Regions from separate parts of the Hordeum vulgare genome. Here region 1 is linked to region 2. A link is a contact called in public Hi-C data. All regions are on one chromosome and are shown on one strand. The core of a region is the stretch at or near the end of the contact, and the rest is flanking DNA. Distances in the headings are between cores, read along the strand shown.

Region 1 (4,842 bases), core at 13-2,512, 540 kb before region 2:
ATCAGTTTATCTGTGACCATGTGCACTGGTCTATTACAGGGAAATAACATGGGGGAGACCAGCTTGTTTTTTCTGTCGAGAAATGTTATATAAAAGTTTGGTATTTTCCTTGTGAATTAGCTGAGAGTTTTAGAGCAATAAGGCGTATATCATGAATACTACTCCCTCTGTTCACTTTTGTAAAACGTTTTAGACATTTAAGACGTCTTACAAAAGTGAACGGAGGGAGTATCGTATATCATATATATGAAGGTAACAGAAACTGTGTAGATCATATATATGAAGGTAACATAAACCGTGTACGTCGGTCAGGCAATTAGGACAGCTAAGATCTTGAGTTCGTGGAGGCAACAGTGGTAAGGAGCATTTTTAGGTCTGATGATCTTAAAGTTGGTATGCCTGCACAATTCTAATTTTGGCTCCTAATATACTTGATTTACAAAACTATTTAGGATTTCCTATCTGTGCCTTGCAAAGTAACCCAAACTCCATTAGCCTTTCATTTCAGTTTAACATGGCGATTGAACATCGACAGAAATTCTCACACCCATCCCTGCCCAAATAGAAACCTACCAGCTCTAAACTGTAGTACCATTTGATTCTTTGAGGTAGAATTATAGAAGATGTGAGATAATTCTGCATCTCCATTCCTTTCTCTACGTGCTTGCATGCCGTTATGCTTCCCGAGAGAAACTAGTAAACAGTTTCAACACAGATGTCAGCTCTGAAAAGATCAGAGCGCCCTAAAACGACAGGAGGAAGGCAAACATAAACATGCCATTGCACTTTCTCAAGGCTGAGCATCAGCACCTTCCTTTGCTCATGGAATTACAAAAAATGAAGAAGAGAAAGAATGAAGGACCAATCAAAGGACCGTGGTTCGCAAACTTTAAAGATATTATTATCATGTCCCATGAAAGCTAGCTGAATTGCATAACTTCCAATACAAGAACCATAGGGGATGAACAAGCTAAGAAAAGAGGGAGGAAGTACCAAGAGACCTTTGCTCACCTCTGCCAAGGAGTCCTGTTTCTGAATTCTTCTCTTGTGAACAAGGTAAGGCACTCTCTCTCTTTTCTCCCCCAAGAAGATCTCTCTTGCTAGCTACTTCTAGGCCAAGGTCCAAACCTTTTTGGTTCTGTTAAGAAGCAACAGGTTGGCATGTATCAAATCTGGTGAGGCAGGGAGGGGAGGGAGGGGATTTAAGATTCTCTCCTGTCATTAGTTCTACTGTCATGGTGGGGCCTTGTGGCCATGCCAAACAAACCCAAGTCGGTTAGGCCAATGGAGTTCATGCATGATAAAGGAGCCAAAGATGCTCCTATGTAGGTAGTGCCAAGAAAAGGATAGGACCAAGATAACAAGCCCCAGCTATTAATATTCTCATCTACAGCACCAATAATCCGACGTGCGGCCCCCTCCCACGCTACATCGTGCAAGATTTCCGTTGTCGAATTGCACGAATCGATATGTTTATGGCACGACGGATCTTGTTCATGTTACGACAAGTGTGGGTTTCTTTAGTCTCAAGTTTATTTGATTGCTGGTGTGTTCTCAGTGGGGTTGTGGAGCTTTTGTTGGTGTATTAGAATGTTTTTTTTTTGTGTGTGGATCACTACATCATAGGGTTCAGTGAACAGACAGCTAGGCATGTCATGTTTTAGATCTCACATACTCTCATGTGCACTGGATTAAGATTATCATCGCCACTTGTCACAGCTCATAGATATAATCTTTCATTACTGTCGTGCAAAGTCGGAACATATGCCCTAGCATCACATGAAAAGAAAAGGAGTATAAAAAGGTCCCCAACTGATTGCCAGTGCCACAACAGAAGGAAATACAGTAATAAGCAGTAGAAAACCCATCATTTTTACAGGGTTGGTTACTTTCTTACTGCCAAAGGGGCAAGCGAAGACTTATTAACCGCAAGGCAGGATCTTTTTTCCTACAGATCCAACAATGAATCCTGACGAGATTCAGAATTCAAGTGTGGATCTTGTGTTGGCTCATATGCTGCTCAAGATTGGGCAGTGTGATTGGATAGCGAGTTATGTGGGAGTGGTTGGTAACAATAACATGTATTGGTCCCGGTCCCCCTCAGGAAGGATATGTGAGGCCTGCAACGCAAGCAAACTGTTCACTCCCATTCCAAGGATTTTGACAAGTCAGGGCCTGAAGATCCAAGAGCTGCATGATTAGTTCAACACACATGGTGTCAGCCCTGTCGCTGTCCATCTAATTGCCACCCGATGCATGTCCCCGTCACCTCCCCCAGAGGATTAGCTGGATTTGTTAGACTTGTCCTCTGGGTTAGTAGATGCATGATTTTGTTTGAGTGAGGTGATTGGGTGCTTATGCCCACAATCTTCTTTGCCTGCATTTGTTGGAGATCAAAATCCCAGTCATCTTTGTTTTACTCCCTTTGTCTCATAATATAAGAACGTTTTTTAAAAAACATCAGTGTCAAAAACGCTTTTATATTATGAAACAAATGGAGTAGTTGTTAGCACTTTATTTCAGATAGACATTTGAGGATGGCGAAGGAAAAGAGACCTCCCGATCTGTTTTTTATGGATTGGCGATTTTCTCCCAACAGACCTCCACTACTCCTCCCGCTCACCCTACCGATGTACTCCCTCCGTTCATGCATATAAATCTTTCTAGACGTTTCACTAGTAAACCATATACGGTTGTATATAAACATATTTTAGATTGTAGATTCACTTATTTTACTTCGTATGTAGATCCCTAGTGAAATCATAAAAAAAGTTTATATTTAAGAACCGAAGGAGTAGCAAGCACGGTTTGCCTGTGCTCGTGGTGGGTGCCGCCGCCACGGCCAAGGAGGAGGGGCGGTACATGGAGGCAATTTTTTGTGTTTTAACCTTTTGGACAAAGAGAATACAGTTTTGACCTCCGTTTGAAAATAATTTCAAATCTGACCTCTTTACGTGATGCCAATGTTCCTGGCATCTGGGTTGCACTGGAAACGCCAGGGACCATGACGTCTGGTACGAGACTACGTGATCGGTTGACCTGCTGAGTTTCTGACGTGGCATGGTACCATACGTCATGGACCCTGGCGTTTGTTAGCAGATCACACTTTTTTTAATAATGTGTGCCACGCCACCCAGACGCCAGGACCCTTGGCGTTTGGTACGAGACGCCAGGGTCCTTGGCGTCTGGTCCTGGACTAGACGCCAGAGTCCCTGGCGTTTGGTACCATGCCACATCAAAAACTTAACGGATCAACCGGTCATACCATCCCATACCAGAAGTGAGGGACCTTGGCGTCTCGCATGCAAACCAGACGTTAGGGATGTTGGCGTCAGAAAAAGAGGCTAGATTGTTTTTTTTTAAAGCGAAGTCAATTCTGCATTTTCTTTGCTCTATGGTTAAAACAGAAAAATTATCCGTACATGGAGGATGACAGATTCGGTAGTGCTGACTACTGCATCTGGAGGAGGAAGATGGTCTATGGTGGGAAGATGTCCCACCTATCCTCTAGCGTAATTTCGACCTGATGTGGAGTACAATGCTGACGCAATTACCGAAAGATCCGTCCTCAACATTATATTTGGAACACCTAGGTTCATATAATGTGAGATCTGAAAACTCTTGTTTTGGCCGTGATTGGTTGGGATCAGCGGCGATAAACTTTCATGCTTACCATGTTCAATGTGTTGTCTACTTGCTAATGTGCCGATCTTCGGGGGTTGGTCTCAGTAACCAGGATAAAAATACTTGTCTTGGCATTCTTCGGCTGGACAGAGGGTGCTTATTCCTTATGGAACGTGTTGCTACTGCCTGCAGAAGCTGTAGTAATGAGCAATAATTAATAAATATGACCATGCACATCGCAATGATGCTTGAGGGTTTAAAATAAAATAAATTCCTCGCTGGCGATGCTTCCCAAAGAAAATAAAATTTTCTCTGGCGATGCTACAAACAATGTAGGAGATGTAATTGGAGGAGCACCCAAAAATGGGCAGACAACTGATCACGCGTCATGATGTTTTCTTGGATTAGACGGCTTGGAAGAGGACAACATAATTAGAGCAAGTACAATAGGATGACGTAGGCGAGCTGTAAGACTTAAAATAATATATTTATAATGAGTTGAAATAGAGAGAAGAGAAGAAAGAAGAGAAGCGGACTATAAACTAACAACCGGTTGTAACACGTGCTCCTAGACACTTTGTGAGAGAGGATGGTGGACCTTTTATCAATAAAGTAGTACTTATTTACATCTACCTATTGTATTTGCGGGCTATAAGCTTAGTTATAGATGACATGTCAACATCATATAGCCAGCAGCTGGCTGTACTATTAACCATGCTTTTAGGCAGGTAAAATGAATTGGCCTAGTCATCATCTCAAAACATAAGAATAAATCTAACCAACCCAAAAAAAATCACGTGATTTTTCTCAATGGTAAGAGGCGCAACTAATTTTCTAGGACTGCGTCGTGTCACAACGTCATCACACACAAGATGCCATGTCGAGGTCTCCCTCCCTGTGCTTCACGAAAGAAAACAAAATCCTCAGATCTACCTATGTCTAGTGTCCTAGCCAATAGTGTTCGCTTGCAGGTTGTCACATGGCTCCATCCATGCACGTTCAGTTTTTCTGGACGAAAATTGAATCTTATTTACTTCCTTGGTTTCTAAATATGTTTTTTTTACAAATTCTACATACAAAACAAAATAAATGGATCTACTTTATACATACACCCTGGATGATGAGGAATAATTATTCTTCACCCACCGCTATTTTACTTTCAATGCACCATATTTTAGGCTATGCAAAGTTATAAACGTAAAAACATAGTGTAAAATA
Region 2 (4,337 bases), core at 724-3,223:
TGGTCGGAGACGACGGATGCCAGGCAGCGGAGGTGGCACTCGCCATGGCCATCCTCCCAGTCCGCGGTGCAGAGCACCCTGTCAAGGCGCACGAGCGTAGGAGGCGACTGCTCATTGGACCACGTGAAGCGGAGCAACAAGCATGCAAGGAAGATATGGATAGACAATGTGTGACAATCTATTAATTTTTATGGTGCATCATGAAATCGTAAACAGCATTTTCAGGTGAAATGACACGGAAAACCATGCTTTGGTTATAGAAGTCATATAACAAGTATCAACAGGGAGGTGCTTTTTCATATGTCACCCATGCATAAATAAATCATTCAGTTGTAGAACAGAGTGAGGAGTAAGCCATGATGTTCACCAGGTCACTAGATGTTAGCCTGTTACTAACTTTCAACTAAGGATAACCTTCAGCCAAACATTGGTCGAAGGTACCCAATAGCATCTTCAAAACCCACAGATCCCAATAATCTAACTTTGCCATTAAGCTATCATTCAACCAAGAAAACCATATGTTGGACCTACCATAGGAAGGGGATAATCAAGCTCACTCCCCATGACATTTTCCTAATAAAAGGATATCCTATTTTGCAAACCCAACATCTCTTTCTACGAAAAGATCACATCCCAAAGTCATATTTCCATTATGTCACTTGGAAGTGATTTGAGTACTAAAAATATTGTGAATAAACAGAGGAATTGCATACCAGAATTGATGCAACAACATGAGACATATGTTGATACAGTGAGAATAATGTGAAGGAGAAATAATGAAGTGAAACTTCTAGTTAGTAATCCAAATAACCCTCATTCATAAATATTAAGGTACTTTTGTCACATCCTGAACTTGGTAAGAAATGAACCACTTCCATATCTGGCATAAATGCTTAGAATTACATAAATCCAAGCATGTCCTCTATGGGCATGACTTGATTTCTTTAGCTAAACCAGTGACCTCATGTGAGGTCCATGCTCCGCATTTAACCGAATACAAAATGATCTTTGAATTCCAATCTAACTAATCAGCAGTAGAACTGCTCATTTCAAAATCATCTAGTTGTCAACTATTTCCTGCAGACATACTACACACCCAGCACTTGAGCAGAGCATTGGAATACTATGGGATAGAGCATGATATTCTCGTCACCAAACCTTGGTGGCAACTCACATCTGATCCCACTCGGCACTTTCGTTAATGAAAGCAGTGATCTCAACCATGCATGTACATATGTCTTGCCATAACACTTTCGAGTCACAACTCAATCGCATTGTCATCAAGTATCAATCTCTTTTCCTAGTAAATTAAAGTTATCTAGTCATATTTCACCATAACTGAAGTCTGGGAACTAGGGATTGAGCCAAATAGTGCGCCACCCCGAACTAGAACCCAAGAGGCCAATAGTAATAGGGAGAGAAAAATCTAGTCCGCGGAGCGCATCAAACCGCAGCAAAGAACCCTAACAATCCGCATGTAAGGCCCAGGATCGTGAGAAAGCAAACTCGAGGAGGAGGATGGGACAAACCTAGAGCACTGAGAATCAGGCGCGGGGACGCGCGCGAGATCGTCGGCGCTGGCGGCGGGCATGGCAAGGAGGTGCGGGCAGCTGGTCCGCGCCTCCACCCACCCCGCCTCGGCGCCATAGAGTTCCAGGCCCAAATCTCCCTCATCCTCCACCTTGCGGTTGCTATCGTCGGCACCTTCCTCTCTCTCCTTCCCCTGCGACGACGAAACATTGGAGGACGCGTCAGCCGTCAGGGGAGTAAGAAGCAACACAGAGACGGTAGGTAGGGGCTGCGTCGTTCACACGGACAGGTCGTGATGAAGACGAGGGCTCTCCGGCTCCGGCGGCGGAAGACATCGTCGGCGAGGGACGCGAAGTGGAGGAGCAGGAGACGATGAAATCCTTTTTTCCCGATGATGATTTCCACAGCGAGTCGTGCAGATACAGCATATATTAAATCTGAGGCCAAAATGCTCATGATGGGCTGGGCACAAAAAGTGGCCCTCTAGGCCCGTATATGGGGCTAAGTGTTGCCCTGGGCCCAATCCAACCCGTGCCCTTTAGGGTTTACCGCGGCGTCTCCCTATATAAGCCTCTCCCGCTCGCGCCGCCGCCACCTACCTCTTCCTCATCCCACTCGCTCCTACCAACCGCCGGCGGCAGGCGAAGGCGAAGGCGCAGGCGGCGACCATGGGGCACTCCAACGTCTGGAACTCCCACCCCAAGAACTATGGGCCCGGCTCCCGCGTCTGGTAATACTTCTGCCGGCCCCTGGATCCCCTCCATCTCCTTAAAATGCCCAGCGGATAGATATAGACCAACTGTTCGGCCGGATCTGTGTGTTGGATTTTGTATTGGTTGTCTTCGCTCTTCTTGTAGTTGGCGACATATCATTCGTTCTTGGTGTGCTTCATATGGCGATTAAAATCCCGTTTGCTTATATGTCTCATGTTTAACCGTGCTAGGTTTGGTCAGGTGCTGATTAATCGGTCAGCGATTTTTCACATTTGATGACTGCTGCTACTTACTCGAGTCAATCTTTCTATGATATGCATCCATCTTGCTACGTTGTATTTTGTTGTTTATTCTCGGCGATTTAGTCCCATGAGGAATGGGCGATTAAAATCTTTTTTTTCTCAACTTTGAAAGCCGTGGTCGGGTATGGGCTTTTGCGTTTCCTTATCGTATATCTTGCTGAAACCATTCAAAGCTTCTTGTGATGTGCAACTAGCTTCACTAGAACTAGAAAAATCCTGCAAGAATTTCCTCGTAGCTTAGCTTGTTTGACTTCACAAGCACTTCTCTGGAGTACCATTCGATCCCTGATGTTATTGTCTTCAACAAGTATGCATACGAGTAATTGTACTTATCCCAACATTTGTTATTTCTGGCAGCCGGGTCTGTGGAAACTCGCATGGACTGATCAGGAAGTATGGGCTGATGTGCTGCAGGCAGTGTTTCCGCAGCAATGCCAAGGACATTGGCTTCATCAAGGTATACAACAAGAACCGTTATCATGTATCAGGAATTCTGAAATTGTCTACTCTCTACTATCCATATTAATTGTCGATACTTACTCAGAGACAACAAATATGGGTCTATAGAGTAATTATTTTGCCAGCCATGGTTCTCTTCCTATGTATATGTAGTCCTTTAGTCAACAGCTTCAAATGTCAGTTATGATTTATAATTGTTTTGGTGTTGCGTTAGTTTTAGATAGATGGTTCTCCCTTTAAAATATGTGATGCCTTATTTGCTTTCTAAAGTTTGGTGATTGATACCTATCCATATTAATTGTCTTACTCAGAGACAGCAAATATGGGTCTATGGAGTAATTATTTTGCCAGCCATGGTTCTCTTCCTATGTATATGTAGTCCTTTAGTCAACAGCTTCAAATGTCAGTTATGATTTATAATTGTTTTGGTGTTGCATTAGTTTTAGATAGATGGTTGTCCCTTTAAAATATGTGATCCCTTATTTGCTTTCTAGAGTTTGATGATCGATACCTTTTCATAGACCATTTCCAGATGAGAATGCTGCCATTTGAGTTTGCATGTTTGATTAACAAATTGATTTACTCCATAGTTCCATGGTTAGCTCTTGCAGATTTCTCTATTCTCTTGTGATTAGTTTTGCTGCTGTTTTATTACATTGAAGCTGAATTTTGTAGTCGACAATTCATTAGTGGTATGCTGTTGTATTGTGGCCTGGTCACTTCTGAAATGTGTACTTTTAAGTGGGGTTATTATTATTCATCAAATGATATAATAGCCAAGCTTTGATACCGTTGATATGCAGTGTTGAGTCTTCCACATCTAGCCTTATAGAATAAAATATTTAGTATATCAAAATTTGTAGTTAGACATACAGTAATTTTCTAATTATTGTATTATGCAGTATCAAAATATGATGTGCAGAACTAGCGATCTAATTATTGGATTATGTTTTGTTGCAGTACCGTTAATTCACCTGGTCCTGGTACCCTGAAGTGATGCTAATCAGGGTTGAAGTAATGGAACGCTTGATAGAAGGCTTAATTTTAATTCCAGTAATGTTTGCTCAGTACTCTCCGAGTGTCTTTATGTTTTGAAGGATACTTAATGATGTAATTGTTGAACATGAGTTAATTACCCCTGGAGGAAGCCATTTATCATTCGGAGATGCATATGTTTTTCCTCTTATCACTGTCATTGATTGGTAGAAGTATTGTGCCAAGGACTTGTAAGCTTAACGAATAAGTTTATTTCATTTCAATCAGTTGTTGCATATGTGTAGCCAGCGAAGCCAGGATGGAATACACTCCATAAAAAAATGATGCATGAAGGACG

What was found. Hi-C and Micro-C count contacts between places; a contact is called where the count stands out from the background.
Region 1: a Hi-C map of leaf shows a contact between it and region 2, with 4 times the contacts expected there. The contact joins the promoter of LOC123395203 here to the promoter of LOC123451755 in region 2. A contact is called at or near these places in 4 of 6 Hi-C or Micro-C datasets (leaf, seedling and an unstated tissue) and 1 of 1 datasets of contacts at active chromatin or transcription factors (embryo).

What each region holds. Positions count from the first base shown.
Region 1 is chr5H:149,730,104-149,734,945 of MorexV3_pseudomolecules_assembly, reverse strand. LOC123395203 reads right to left here and starts at 1,262. Exons shown (of 3, transcript XM_045090149.1): 1 at 1,002-1,262.
Region 2 is chr5H:149,194,466-149,198,802 of MorexV3_pseudomolecules_assembly, reverse strand. It overlaps LOC123451755 (histone deacetylase 6), which reads right to left and starts at 1,973. Exons shown (of 4, transcript XM_045128287.1): 1 at 1,818-1,973; 2 at 1,530-1,723. The coding sequence starts at 1,958. It overlaps LOC123451756 (40S ribosomal protein S29), which reads left to right and starts at 2,115. Exons shown (of 3, transcript XM_045128288.1): 1 at 2,115-2,260; 2 at 2,903-3,002; 3 at 3,965-4,168. The coding sequence starts at 2,199. The coding sequence ends at 3,973.